4 separate regions of the Sus scrofa genome follow, and all the other regions are linked to region 1. A link is a contact called in public promoter capture Hi-C data. All regions are on one chromosome and are shown on one strand. Each heading gives the region's core, a stretch centred on a gene start, on an enhancer-like site or on the middle of the called end of the contact. The rest is flanking DNA. Distances are from core to core; before and after follow the strand shown.

Region 1 (3,565 bases), core at 421-2,920:
GTGAAAAAGACTGACTACACCCAATAGTTGATATGGTCCTTGCTGTTTGATGAGGATGTAGCGGTGCCAGAAAAAGCTCTTGTGCGGCTGATGGATACAATTACAAGGTACAGTCACTGTGGAAACAGCTTGTCAGGTTCTTAAAAAGTTATAAAGGATACAGCCATACTACTCCTAGACATTTAACTACAAGAAATGGAAGCATGTGTGCATAGAGACTGACTCGCACATGAGTTCACAGCAGCTTCGCTGCAATATCCCCAAAGTGAAAACAGTCCCAAAGAATATCAACACGTGTGAAGGGATAAACAGTGGTGCGTCCACACAGCAGAACAGTGCTCATCAATAAGGGAGAAGCGACCAACATACGTGACAACCTGGAGGAAACGCAAAATAACTGTGATGAGTGGAAAGGCAGACAAAAAATTGTGCATACGGCATCTTCCATTTACATAAAACTCCAGAAAATGCAAACTACTCTGTAGTGACCACCAGCAGCTCAGGGTTTGAGGAGGGGAAGGAAGGGTTACCAGGGGCTTCAGGAAGCCTCTGGGACTGATGGCCACGTGCCCTCTCTTGACTGCAACGATGGTTTCATGGGTTACACACGTGTCACAACTTCAATTTGAATCCTTGGAGTAGTGTACTTGTGTATTAATTATACATTAGGAAAGCTGTTGAAAACTGCTGACCTGAACATTAGGTGTGTAACTGAATCATTGATAACGAGCCAACAAACTTTCAACAATATTTGCCCTCATAAATGTCAATTTAATCAACCTAGCCCTTTTAGAGATTGAAAAAGCAGAACTCTGAGGGTTCTGACATAAACCCCAAGTCAGCTTAAGAGAATCGGACAAAAACGGGGCTGTGTGCTTTTACCCCAAAGGTTGTCTCGGCACATCGAAGGCCTTCTTATGTCAACCTTGTGGCCCAGAGTGACTGCAATTAAAGGTCCCAGCGGATGACACTGGCCCCCTTCATCTGCCTCCCTGTGGTCGTTCACATCCTTCCCACTCCCCTGGGAGGCGCCCGCTCTTACTCCCACTTTGCATATGCAAGGCCCGTGCTTGTACAGGACCTCAGCTCCGGGGGTTTGGGTCAGGTGAGGAAACCCACCCCTTAACTCAGTCCAGGTAACTGTCCTTTCTCGAGCTTTTCCCAGTATCTTTGCCATTCTCACGACTAGCTGCATTCAAGGCTTCCCGCAGTTTCCGGGCTGCCGGGACCAGCAGGATTTGGGAAAATCTAGCCATCCCGTACGATGGCGGCGGCTGCTCTGAGTGTTTTCGGCACCGACTAAAAGCGCTGTGCTTTGCCGGACGGCGCATCTCCACTCGGGAAGATTTTCCTGCACGTCTGTGCAGCAGTCAGTGAGGACGCCGACCCGCTGAGCCCAGGACGAGTCCAACGCAAGACAGAGTGCGGGTCAGGCCTGGGCTCTGCGCGGTCGGGGCTGGATCCGCCGCGGAGCCCGCGGGCAAGACCCGTCCCCTCTCGAGTAGGCCCCGCCCCGCCCCCTCTGGCTCTGCCCCGCCCACTCCTGGCCCGTCCCCACGGCTCCACCTGGGCCCCGCCCTTCCTCCCCGGAGAGCCTCGCTCACTCTCTGGCCCCGCCCACCCTCGGGCCCCGCCCCTGACCCAGGATCGAAAGCGAAGGCGCTCTCGGCGCTCGCTTGCTCTGGTCTGGCGGCGGCGGCGGGAACTGGTCCCCGCGTTCGGCCGGGCGTCCGGGCGGGCGGCATGGAGGGGCCGCGGGCCGCCGCGGCCGGGGACGTCTCTCTGCACAACTTCACCGCGAGGCTGTGGGAGCAGCTCGTCCACTTCCACGTCATGCGGCTGACGGACTCGCTCTTCCTGTGGGTGGGGGCCACGCCGCACCTGCGCAACCTGGCCGTGGCCATGTGCACCCGCTACGTGAGTGCGAGGGGAGGGCCAGGGGCAGGAGCGGAGAGGGGCCCGGTGGGGACGCCGGGGGAGGGGGAGGGAAGGGGGGTTTAGGGGGTGGGTCCCCAGGGGGCGGGGAGGGAGGGGAGAGGGCGCAGGAGAGGGCCTAGGGACTCGGGGGAGGGGTGGGAGCGGGGGTCGGGGCCGAACAGTGACCGAGGGCCTGCTGGGGACGCCACGGATTCCGTGGTCCCCAGATCTCCTGGGCCAGGGAGGCGGGAGGCCTAGGGTTCCCTGAGGCCCTTCCTGTGATGTCCTAGGGACCGGGGGCTGTGGGGGGCGGCGCTACCTTCGAGGAAGCTTCGTCCGGGCGCTAGGCTCGACTTCCACGCCCATCTCTGGTTAGAGTTTCAGGGCTTCCTCGTGGGGCCTCTGTCTTCTCACGCTCCTATCCAACCCCTTTTTTCACGCCGGCTCTGTGTTGCCCACGTTTCCTTTCATTTCCAGCACAGGCTTCTCTGCTGCCTTTCCACTCCAGTGTCTCAATGAAAAGTCTAACAGGCATCTCTGAGTGGGCCTTCGGAGCCCAGCTCCCCGCACCCCTGCTTCTGCAGCAGCCTGCTCCTCTCAGGTGCAGCAGCTCCATGCCACCCTCGGGGTCACCCTGGGATCCCCTCAGAACATGCAGAATCCAGCCCCTTCTCCCCTCCCTCACCTGCCACCTGGGCTAAGCCTTCCTCGGTATCTGTACTGTTTCTCAGAGCTGCTGTAACAAAGTGCAGTAGACTGGGTGGCTTAAAACAACAGAGATTGGGAGTTCCCTGGTGGCCTAGGGGGTTAAGGATCTGCTGTAGTCACAGCTGTGGCGAGGGTTCCACACCTGGCCTGGGAACCTCTGCATGCCTCGTTCCTCCTGGAGGCCCTGGGGGTAAGTCAGCCCGTCTCCTGGGCTTCTAGTGCTGCTGGCACTTTGGTGTCCTCGGCTGACACCCTCGTCATCCAGTCCTGCTGCCAGTGTTACAGGCCATCTCCTCTGTCTCTTCCTCTTTCTGAGGACACTAGTCCTGCTGGATGAGTCCAGCTTAACTTACATGTCAGTTACATCTGCAAAGACCCCATTTCCTAATAAAGTCACCTGCACAGCTGCAGGGGGTTAGGCCTTGGAGGTACTTTTTGGAGGACTTGGCTCAGCACTGCCCTGTGGCTGGTTCTGTACGGGCTGCAGACAGCAGTCAGAATGGCATTCGTCTGCTCAGACTTTTTCTCGTCCTTTTAAGGGCTGCACCTGCGTCATATGGAAGTTCCCAGACTAGGGGTCGAATTGGAGCTGCAGCTGCCGGTCTATGCCACAGCAATGTGGAATCTGAACCATGTCTGTGGCCTACACCACAGCTCACAGCAACGCTGGATCCTTAACCCACTGAGTGAGGCCAGGGATTAAATCTGTGTCCTCGTGGTTGCCATTCGGTTTTGTTACCGCTGAGGCAGAACGGGAACTCCCAGACTTTCTTTTTTATTTTAACAGCCACACCTGAAGGATATGGAAGTTTCTGGGCCATGGGTTGAATCAGAGCTGCAGCTGAGCTTACACCACAGCCATGGCAACACTGGATCCAAGCTGCATCTGTGAACTGTGTTGCAGCTTGTAGCAATGCCAGATCCTTGACCCACTGAGCAA
Region 2 (3,565 bases), core at 293-2,792, 400 kb after region 1:
AAAGGCAAAGAGACCAAAAAAAAAAAAAAAAAAAGAAAGAAAATATAAACCATTCTTAACATAGTTCTGAAAACTATTTTATTTGAAAGAAGCCTTCTGGATTTCCCTGGTGGCACATCAGGTTAACAATCAGGCAATGTCACTGCTATTGTGGAGGCTGTGGCTCCCGTCTGATCCCTGGCCTGGGAACTTCCACATGCCTCAGGCGAGGCCCAAAGGAGAGAAAAGAGAAAAAAAAAAAAAAAGCAGCAGCAGCATTCTCAGTTATTATACCTGAATTTGATTATTAAGGGGACAGAAAGCCTTCATAAAGGAAACAATATAATTAAGGACCATATAAAGAAATGCCACAGGAGTTCCTGCTGTGGCGTAAGGGAAACGAATCTGACTAGGAACCATGAGGTTGCAGGTTCATTTGATCCCTGGCCTCGCTCAGTGGGTTAAGGATCCAGCATTGCATAGGTCACACATGCGGCTCAGATCTGGCGTGGCTGTGGCTTAGGCTAGCAGCTTGCAGTTCTGATTCAACCCCTAACCTGGAAATCTACATATGCCACGGGGGTGCAGCCCTAAAAAGCAGAAAAAAAAAAAAAAAAAGGAAATGCTACAATAGGTGTGGGGTGGGGCAACCCCCAAAAGTCAATAAATATCCAAGGTTGATTTAATGTTAGTAATATTCATGGGGGGAAACGCTTATTAACATTAAACACGTTTGGAATTCAGCCAACCAGGGGCTTATTTTGTCGGAATATTTGTAACTCCTCCCCTCTATAAAATCATGAGGTATATAAGATCAGATATTCCGAGGTCAAAATTCTAGGCCAAACCCCACAAACTCAGTTGCTGACAAGAATAAAAGTGATCACCACCCTGCTTTTAAGATTCAGATCATGGAGAAAGATACTTTTGAGAGAGAGCATATAAAAACATACGTTGAAAGCTCTCCAAGAGCCAATAAATGTTTTCTCATACAATAGTTCATTACTCATAATGAGATACATAACCATTACATAATTGCATTACTGTAGATGCCATTATTATGGAAAAACAATCACATGAAGGTATTCGGGCCAAAAATATTACTTAAAAATTCAATTTACGGAACCAGCGAACATGAACAGGAGCAAGGGACTCCTGAATCCTTATGCTGAAGATTTCAAATAAATGTATCAACAATAGCTCCCTCTGTCCTGGCTCCAGCCCTACCTTTCAGTTTTCTCAACTTGCCTTTCTACAAGCTTTCCCTTAATGCCTTAATGCTAGGCAATAAAAAGGCATTCATTATGCTCCCAGCGTTGCTCTTGTTTGCCCTAGTTTCGGAATTTTAACTAAGTCTGGGTCCCACAGTGAAACCGGTTCTCGGAACTGCGACCACGGCGCAGACAGCCTCCTCCCTCCGCTCCCTCCTCCCTCCAGCACCCAGAACTCCGCCTGGGTTCCAGCACGCAGCCCAGGCAACGTAACCGCTTACGGCCCGAGCCGGCGCCGCAGCCCCGCCCCGCCCCGGAAGTGCGTCACGACGCTCGCGCGCCCCGTCCCCGGATGCACTTTTATATCCGGATTCTTCGAGCGGCCTCAGCTCCACGGTTCCCGACGCGGTCGGCACATGCGCGAGGACCCTGCTCCCTCTTCCTCCGCCTCCACTGGCTCCCACCGTCCGGGAAGCCGCCGCCACCGCCGCCGAGGAGTCAGGAAGTTCAAGATGGCCGCCGCGGAGGCTCCGACGCTGCGGGAACAGCCAGAGTAAGTAGTCTGGGAGCGCGGAAGGCCGGCGTCCGGGCCCGGCCGAGGGGAACCGGCGGAGAGCTGCCAGGCGGGCGGGAAAGTTCGGGCCCCGCGGCCACGGCCAAACTTTGCCTCGCGCGCGCGCGCGGGTCGTGGGGCGCGGGCGGGCGGCAAGCCGCGCGCCGCTCGCCCGGAGGCCGCGGCTGTTGGGTCCAGGGCGGCGGGGCCTGCCGCGTCGTTGCCCCGGGAGGCGTGGGCGCGAGCGGCCTCTACAGGTCCGGGGCGCGAGGCCCCAGCGCGGGCGCGCCTTCCGCCTGTCCTCCGCGGGGATGAGCCAGGCTCCTGGCCGCAGCCCGGCGGCCTCGGTGCGGACCCCCGGAGCAGCCGGGCGGCAGCGGGCGAGCCCTGAGACCTTCCCTCTGCAGGCGGTACCGGTGGTCCTGGTGCCGGTGTCACGTTTAGGACCTGGAGGCAGAGAAGACAAGGGCGCGGGGCCGCCCTCCTTAACCATCCCAGAGCTAGAGTTTGTGGCTGGCGGGGTACTTCCTCCAGCATCCACCCGATATTCATCCCCCTGCCCATTGCAACTCATTTGCCAGCTTGCGAACTTGAGGCAAAGTAAGATCAAGTTCTCGGTTTTGAGGCCTAGTGTTTTTAGCCAGAGCTTATAGCGTTCATTTGGGAGTGGGAGAAATAATGGGCATTGTTACCACCTTCCGAACCCAAGCACTTCACGTCTGTAATTAAGCTAATTATGTGCGGCCGAGTGAAAACCTACTTGTATGTGCGGCAAGGCTAACCATTGCTTAACTAAAAGCGGTGTTTCGTTTTTCATGTGTTTGATAGGGAAACTCAAGAACATAAGAGAATGGATTTTAAAACAGTATTGCTATAACGACCCTTTTTTTGGCATCGGCATTATCTGATTTGTTTCTAGCCATCTTAGGAAAGAGGCAGATATAGTCTCCCAGCAACTTTGGGCTGAGAGAGGGTGGAAATCTCCCCACCGGTGCTGTTCGCCCAGCTCTGGACCCTTCGGTGATTTGCTTTGCTCAGCTAGACAGGGAGTACAGATTTTTTATCAAGAGCTTCTGAAAGCAGATTTATCATCTTAACAATTTTACTTAAAAGAGAGCAAATGGGTCCTGAAGTTTTAACTAGACTTTGCCTTTCTCATCCACTTCACAGTGTGGCCCAGTTATGTCTTCGTGCCAGGACAGCGCAGGTCTTAGACTGTGCAGATGATTTTTCTAGTAATCGGTTTAAAGTTCTATGTATTATGTTCACTTACTTGATTTCAGGGACAGTTCCGATTGCTTTTGAGGAGTGGTTCAGCCATCTTTATTTACATGTTCAAATAACACTAGATATAATAATAATAATAATTTGTAGGCCCTGCCATATGAATGACAGTATGAATAGTCTTTCATGCTACTCCCTCTGCTCAGAACACTTGGTGTGCATAGAATACTTGGTCTGTATGTGTCCCACTTTCGCTTATTTGAAAATGTTTCACAAAGAAAATGACAGTTTGGAGGAGTTCCTGTCGTGGCTCAGTGGTTAACAAATCCAACTAGGAACCATGCAGTTGCAGGTTCGATCCCTGGCCTCGGTCAGTGGGTTGAGGATCCGTTGCTGTGAGCTGTGGTGTAGGTTGCAGACGCAGCTCGGATCCCGAGTTGCTGTGGCTGTTGTGTAGGCTGGCGGCTACAGCTCCGATTAGACCCCTAGCCTGGGAACCTCCATATGCCACGGGCGCGGCCCTAGAAAATACAAAAAGAGCCCCCCCCCCCAAAAAAAAGAAAGAAAGAAAGAAAATGACAGTTTGATAAGAAAGCGG
Region 3 (3,565 bases), core at 319-2,818, 310 kb after region 1:
GGCCAGTTCCCCGCCCTGGCCCAGCGGTGGTGATCTCCGTGGAAAAGCCAGAGGCTCCCAGGGCCCAGGGCGAGGTGCCTGCCACGGTGGCAGCGGGGGCTTTTGTGCACCACTGGTCTTGGCCCTGGCGGGGCGGCTGCACCATGGGGGTGGGGGGTCCAGGCTTTGAAGCCTGCATCCTCTTTGCATCAGAGGTTTTGAAAAAGGCTGACAGCTGAGTTCTGATCCCCAAGCACTTGGAGGAGAAGGAGGCGTTTACCGGCCAGGAGGCTGTGGAAGTCAGACGGCGGCTTCTTTTCATCCAGGGGCCAGGGCCCCCTCCACTGGCCGATGCCCGCTTCGTCCCCCCCCGCCTCTCTGACGGCTGCCCCGCACCCTCTCGGGAGCAGCGAGCTGAGCTTAGTTGTGACTTCAAATGAAAACCTGCTGATCACACGTGTATCTTTTCCATTTATTTTAAAGTTGTGTCTAAATACACCTAACACCCAATTTACCATTTCAACGGTCTTTAAATTGCTGTTCTGTGACATTAAGTAGCTTCGCCTTGTTGTGTAACCTCCATCCATCCACAGAAGTGTGTCATCTTCCCAAAGAGAAACTCTGTCCCCTTTAATTTTTTTTTTTTTTTAATCTTTTAGGGCCACACCTGCGGCATAAGGAGCTTCCCAGGCTAGGGGTGGAATTGGAGCTGTAACCACCAGCCCATGCCACAGCCACAGCAACACGGGACCTGAGCCATGTCTGCAATCTACATCACAGCTCACGGTGATACTGGATCCTTAACCACTGAGCGAGGCCAGGGATCAAACCTGCGTCCTCAATGGATACTCGTTGGATTCGTTTCTGCTGCGCCACGACAGGAACTCCACTCTGTCTGCTTAAACACTAACTCGCCATCACCTCGCTTCAGCCACTTGACAGCCACCCTCCCACGTTCTGTCTCTGATTTTGATGACTCTAGGGGCCTCTAGAATAACTCAGTACATGGCTTTTTGTGACTGGCTTTTTTCACTGAGCATGACGTCTTCAGGGTTCCTCTGTACTATAGCCTGTGTCAGAATTCCTTCCAATTTAAGGCTGAATAATACTGCATTTTATGAAGAGACCACATTTTCTTACCCGTTTATTCTTCGATGGACAGCTGGGTGGCTGTCGTGAATAAGGCTGCTACGAACGCGGGTGTGCACATGGCTGTTCAAGACTATTTTCAATTCTTTGGGGACAAACCTAGAAGAGAGGTGTCTAGACTACATGGTAATTCCATGGAAATTTTCTGAGAACCTGCCACACTGTTGTGTTTATTTTTTTAAAGGGTTGCATAAGATGGGAATGTAACTCTTTAAATTTAAAAAAAAAAAAAAAATAGGAGTTCCCGTCTTGGCGCAGCGAAACGGATCTGACTAGGAACCATGAGGTTGCAGGTTCGATCCCTGGCCTCGCTCAGTGGGTTAAGGATCCATTGTTGCCGTGAGCTGTGGTGTAGGTCGCAGACACGGCTCGGATCTGGCGTTGCTGTGGCTATGGTGTAGGCCGGCGGCTCCAGCTCTGATTCGACTCCTAGCCTGGGAGCCTTCATATGCCACGGGTGCAGCCCTAAAAAGACAAAAGACAAAAATAAAAGTTAAAAAAATAAAATAAAGAGCATAAGAAACGTAGGTTTCGTGGCAGATCTGTCGTTCACGGAGGAGGCGGGCTGCAGTGTTGCATTTTCTTTCTGGTTGATCCTCGTGGGGAAGTTTTATAAGCTTCCTTCTCTTTAAGGATCTGGTCAAATTAGAGTCTATTATTAGTAGCATATAGTCAGTGAAGAGCAGAAGGAAGAGCTACTAAATTTATTCTTTAGAGAAGACTGCACAGTTAAGGCGATTGCCTTGTCCTGCTGAGGTGTGTTTACTCACCTGAACCGTGACCTTTCATCTCCCCCGTCACTCATTCATTCATTCCTTGGTTCCTTCAAACCCACTGCCACCTGCTGGCCGTTAGTCAGCAGGCAGGGCTCTCTCCCCCAGGCACCTGCGTCTGTGTCTCACTACTCTAACCATGCGCTGGACACGCGAATGCCCCAGCAGTTAGACCCAAATGACGAGGGGCATGAGGGGCGCGGCCCGGAGACCCCGGGAGCCTGGGTCCCAAGGAGCAGCGGCTGGTGGCTCTGGGGAAATGCAGGCCCGCGGTTCCAGATCATTCTCGCTTCCAGGTAAGGCAAGACATCGAGAAGCTGGTGTGAAATCTGCCCGTTTTAAGTGCTAACCCCTTATTCAGAAAAAAAAAAATTAAACCCGGCACAGGCCAAATAAAAATACATTTGTGGTCAAATGCAGCCCTCGGGTCAGTAGTCCTGGCCTCCACCCACTCCAGTGAAGTTCTTCCCGGGTCACAGAGGCCGAGTCCGCACTCTTGTTTCCCACTGGGTGTCCATCGAGAGGGGATGGACGGACCGAGAAAGGGGAGGGAGGCGGCTCTCCACGAAGCCCCCGGAGCAGTGGCTGCTCAGCCCCCGCAGGCCTGGGCCTCTTGGCTTCACTGTGTGTTACTGGAATGTTTCCCAAGGGATAAGCTTCCGCCAGAACTGACGGCACGGCCATCTCTTTCCACTGTGACTCGTCCTAAGTCACGCTTGCCTTCCTCTCAGGTGGCACTGGCCTGGCCAGGAGAGTCGTGGGAAACGGCAGAAGGGAACGGAACTGAATACTCAGTCAGTGGGATTGAGCAGGATTTCGCTTTGCAGTTGGCACGAGGAACGCCCTGGGGCGGCCCGGGACTGACCGGAGCCCGGCCACTGGGGAGCTCCACGTTGTGGGACCTGCCCCAGAGCCCCGACACTACACCAGACCTGGGATCCCGCGACATCCTGTGCCACACCCCTGGGCTGTCACCCGTGGGTGGGTGACAACATCCACTGCTGGCTGGGCTCCTGCAGGACCAGGAAAGGCCGCGACGGGGCTGTTTTCAGGGCGTAAGGACGGGGCCTGGGGTGCGTGTGTGGAGCCCGCACAGGTGCTGGGCGGAGCCCATGGGGCTGAGGAAGGCGGGGGCCCACGATGGGAATCCCACATCCAAAGCTGTGGCCTCTGGGTCGAAGGAAGGATACTTTTCAGGGAAGGAGGGGAGAACCCCTTTATTTGATAGTTCCTGGCACGACTTACAACACTTAATTTATAAAACTTTAGGCATCTAGCCGTGGTATGCAGCCCTCCATGTGTACGCAAGCTGGCAACCCCAAGATGTCAGGAGTGGCCTGGGGCCCAGTTCCTTTTGCCCGGGTATTCTGGTCACTACTACTGTGTTAACTGGTGCTACAAACCACCATCTCATTATGCTCGTGGATTCTCTGGGACAGAAACTTGGACTGGGCACAGCTTATCTCTGCCCCACCATGTCTGGGGCCTCGGCTGGAAGAACTGCTCGGTGGGGGGAGGGGGGTGACACTATCGTCGGTGCCAGAATCAGGCCTGTTGATTGGTGCTGGCTGTTGGCTGGGATCTCAGCCAGGCTGTGGCTGCAGCCCCTAGATATGGCCCAGGCTTCCTGCCCAAGGAGGACAGTCTTGGAGGGCCACCTTCTT
Region 4 (3,565 bases), core at 767-3,266, 270 kb after region 1:
TGTGCCCCCACCTCCTCTAACACTCACTTCTCATTTTCCTTCTCAGACACTTGGAAACAGCTCTCGTATCCCCTAGCATCTGGTTTCTCCCTGGGGGTCCCCTCTTCCTGGCCCTGTCTCCTTGGAGGGCCCCCTCTGTGGGGGACTGTGCGCTGACACCTCCCAAACCCAGAACGGACCCGGCACAACTCGCACAGAGGGACAGAGCCAGGCGCGTGTGCAGGGCAGGTCATGTGCCTCACGCACACCTGCCTTCTGCTCTGGATGAGGCGGTGTCCCCACCAGCCCCCAAGGCGACCAAAGCTACACCTCCTCCGTACCATCTACAACCCCGGCAGCCAGCAGCCATTAAGGGGGACAACGAAGGCCACAGTCACGGAGGGCTCACTACGTGGGACACGGGGCATGAACCTCTGTTCTCACAAGTGGGCATCGGGGACTGTGCTGCGGGGGAGGGGCCAGACGGGAGCGGATTTCCAGAGCCCGCCCCGGGTCACAGCCGAGCTGGGTCCCCAACAGAGTAAGGCTGGGGGGGTGGATATGGAGCAGGAGAGGGACGGGGGGGGGGGGGCAGAGGGGAGGGCAGGGACGGCAGGCTCTCTGCCCAGGCTCTGGGGCTCCTGCTTGTTCACCCCACCTTGTTCCAGAAAGGACACAAGTCACTGAGCAAATTGTTCCTTCAGTCTAAGTTTCCTGGGCTTGGACCTTCATTTGCTAAATTAAAAATATAATAACTCACACAGCCAAGGAGTAAATCAAGGTAAACTGCTGCCCTGCTTGAAACGCTACTGAACCACCCCCAGAGCAGCCACAAGTGCCAGGCCAGGAGCAGGCGGTCTCACTCAGGGCCTGCAAACCCTCTGGCTTCGGGAACCTGTCCAAGTGACGCATCTGCCAGAGGATGTGTCATGAGAATGAGCTAATTATCCACAGAATTCACAGGCTGGGGTGAGGCTGTCACCAGGGGGGCTGGAGACCGCAAGACCTCAGGCAGACAGGCAGCTTCGGAGACCCTCGGTAAATGGGGACCCTCCGTAAACTATGTCTCTTCAGGAAGTGCCCCCAAAAGTGCCCAGGCCCTGCTTAAAGGACGGCTCTGGGAGGCGTCACAGAGTCTCAGAGCTGCAGGTGGCCGCACAGGTGTGGTGGGGGGCTGACCCAGTCCCTCCTTCTCAACCTCGGGTCTGGCTTCCTCCCCTCCAACCTCCTCTCCGCGGCCTCCAAACGCCAGCCCGCGAGTAGGAAGTGGGAAGCCACCCAGTTCTCTGAAACTCGAGTCCCCAAGAGCCAGGAAAGTCACAAGGCTCGGGAGGAGGCGGCCAGGGTTAATCAAACCCGAATGCGGACGCACCCCGCGGGGCCCCTCCTGGAATGACAGAGGCCACGTGGCACCTCGCACGTCGGTCAGCAGGGACAAGGGGCGCGGCCCTGCCCGGCTAGGACCGCGAAGGGGCTGCCAGACACGGCGCGACCCCCGCCGGACGCTGCGCTGAACTCTCCCAAACGTCCCCCCGCCCCTCCTGCCGCGGCCAGCGCTGGACGGTGGTTGACCTTGGTGATGGTCAAGGCAACCAGCCTCGGCCAGGGGCCACGGTGCCGATGTGCGGATTCCTGCCGCTGCCACTGCGGCCCGGGCGCCCCTCGCCTGGGGGAAGGCGGAGCCCCTCTCCCTGCACGTCGAAGGAGCCCGCACCCTCCCCCCGGTCCCCGACTCCCACCCAGTGCCCCGAGAGCCCAGCCCCGAGGCCGGGCCCGCGCCCACCTTGGCGCAGCGGCGCGCGCGCCAGCTCCGGCCGGTCCTCGGGGAAGGCGTCGCGGAGGCGCTGCCACAGGCGGCCCAGGTCGGCCAGGCTGCGGTGCAGGTACAGCACGCTGCGGTCCGACCACTCGGTGCGGATCTCGAAGAACTCCTCCTCGTCGCCGCGCCGGCTGACGATGAGCCTGCGGATGCCGTTCACCCAGCAGCCGCGCACGAACATGTTCACGAGCGACGTGCCCTCAAACACCGCCGAGGCCATGCCGCGGGCCGCGCATGCCCCGGCCGGCAGGGGGCGCGCCCGCCCGGGCCGGGGGCAGCCCGGGGCCGGGGTCCGCCCAGAGTCCGTCGGGCGCCTGTATCTGCCCGGGATCTGCGCGGAGCCGGGGTCAATCCAGGGCCGGGGTCCGCCCGAAGTCCGTCCGGCGCCGGGATCGGTCCGGGATCTGCGCGGAGCCGGGGTCTGCCCGGCCTGGGGTCGGTCCGGCGCCGGGGTCCGTCCGAGGTCTGTCCAGAGTCGAAGAGACCTGGGATCTGTCCGGAGCCGGAGTCGGTCAGGGTCTGCCCGGGCTCAGTCCCGGGCTGGCGCCCCTCCGAGGTCTACTTGGGGCCGGGGTCCGTTTGGGCTCCGTCCGGAGACCGGGTCGGTAGGAGGCCTGCTCGAGTCCGGGTCCGTCCCGGCCCGGGGTCGCGGCGGAGCGGGTCTGCGGATGTCGGCCGGGCCTCCGCGCGCTCTCCCGGAGGGCGAGGCTACGAGCGGCGGGGCCGGCCGAGCCGAGGCTTATAAGGCACTTCCCATCGCGGGCGGCGCGGTCGCCGACGTCGAGGCCGCGGCCGCCTCCGCCTTCCCCGCCTCCAGGCAAGAGGACACGCCGCGCGCGGAGGGGTGGCCTGGCCGCCGCGCCCCGCGCCGCCTCCCGAGCCCGCGCTGCTGGGGCCGCGGGGACCCCCGGCCGCCGGGCGGGGCGGAAACCCCAGCGCCGGCCCCGCCTCCCGCCTCCCCCCTCCGCTCCGGGTCCCGAGCCGCCGGCCCGGACTGGACGAGACTGGGGGTGGGAGGGCCGGCCGGCCTGTGCCCGCCGGGTTCCTGGGGAGACTCTTGTCTTTCCGTTTCTCGATCCTGCGCGCCCCACCCGGCCCGCGAGGGGGTGGCAGTGGCACGTGTGCGGGCGGGGGGCGAGGGCGGGGCGCACGGGCTCCGGGGACTTGGCGCCGGGACCGTCTGCCAGGTTCTCCACTGCGCGCCGCCCCCCCATCCACCCTGGGCCGGGCCGGGCTGGGGCGGCCCCCGCCCCGCGGCCCCCGCGCATTCCAGTCGCGCCGCTGCCTGGCCTTGGCCCGGACGCGGCTGGAGACAGACGGGGACGCGGCGGGACAGACAGGCCCGCGCCAGCCAGCCGAGGGGCCGCCCTCCAAAAGGAGAGGGGACCTCCCTGCTGAGAAGTGGGACCGACCCGCGGTGGGAAAGAGCATCCCCGCGGCAGCGGGGGCCCTAGGTGAGCGAGGGGATTTCGGAAGCGGACCCGGGGAAGCCGCCCGCCTGCAGAACTCTGGTTCACAGCGGCCTGCTCCTCACGCTGTTCCTAATTGGGAAGAAATTTCGAACGATAGGTCCAGAATCGGAAGTTAGTTCAAGAACTGCAAGTTGGTTCCAGAGGCTGCAGGGACCTCACCCCGCCCCAGGCGGTGGAGAAAGAGCCTGGGCGCAGAAAGGACTGGGGCCGGGGCAGGTTGCCGGTGACTTGATTCAATCCAGACCGAGAGGTGCGCACCCCTGCTTCCCGTTTCCCGAGAGACAGACACACACAC

The links. Promoter capture Hi-C pulls out the DNA fragments that hold promoters and counts their contacts.
Region 2: a contact with region 1 is called in a promoter capture Hi-C map of liver, with 7 times the contacts expected there. The contact joins the promoter of PRPF4B here to the promoter of PSMG4 in region 1. A contact is called at or near these places in 2 of 5 promoter capture datasets (fetal liver and liver) and 2 of 2 datasets of contacts at active chromatin or transcription factors (alveolar macrophages and skeletal muscle).
Region 3: a promoter capture Hi-C map of fetal liver shows a contact between it and region 1, with 4 times the contacts expected there. The contact joins the promoter of FAM50B here to the promoter of PSMG4 in region 1. A contact is called at or near these places in 2 of 5 promoter capture datasets (fetal liver and liver).
Region 4: a contact with region 1 is called in a promoter capture Hi-C map of liver, with 5 times the contacts expected there. The contact joins the promoter of LOC110261697 here to the promoter of PSMG4 in region 1. A contact is called at or near these places in 2 of 5 promoter capture datasets (fetal liver and liver) and 2 of 2 datasets of contacts at active chromatin or transcription factors (alveolar macrophages and skeletal muscle).

The regions. Positions count from the first base shown.
Region 1 is chr7:1,978,625-1,982,189 of Sscrofa11.1, forward strand. It overlaps PSMG4 (proteasome assembly chaperone 4), which reads left to right and starts at 1,671. Exons shown (of 3, transcript XM_001927667.5): 1 at 1,671-1,917. The coding sequence starts at 1,744. LOC110261762 (a long non-coding RNA gene) reads right to left here and starts at 1,594. Exons shown (of 2, transcript XR_002346234.1): 1 at 1,120-1,594; 2 at 1-377.
Region 2 is chr7:2,380,962-2,384,526 of Sscrofa11.1, forward strand. PRPF4B (serine/threonine-protein kinase PRP4 homolog) reads left to right here and starts at 1,543. Exons shown (of 18, transcript XR_002346264.1): 1 at 1,543-1,743.
Region 3 is chr7:2,288,893-2,292,457 of Sscrofa11.1, forward strand. FAM50B (protein FAM50B) reads left to right here and starts at 1,569. Exons shown (of 2, transcript XM_013977400.2): 1 at 1,569-3,565.
Region 4 is chr7:2,246,363-2,249,927 of Sscrofa11.1, forward strand. LOC110261697 (collagen alpha-1(III) chain-like) reads left to right here and starts at 2,017. Exons shown (of 3, transcript XM_021099999.1): 1 at 2,017-2,458; 2 at 2,545-3,252. The coding sequence starts at 2,017. PXDC1 (PX domain-containing protein 1) reads right to left here and starts at 2,624. Exons shown (of 6, transcript XM_001928852.5): 1 at 1,763-2,624. The coding sequence starts at 2,018.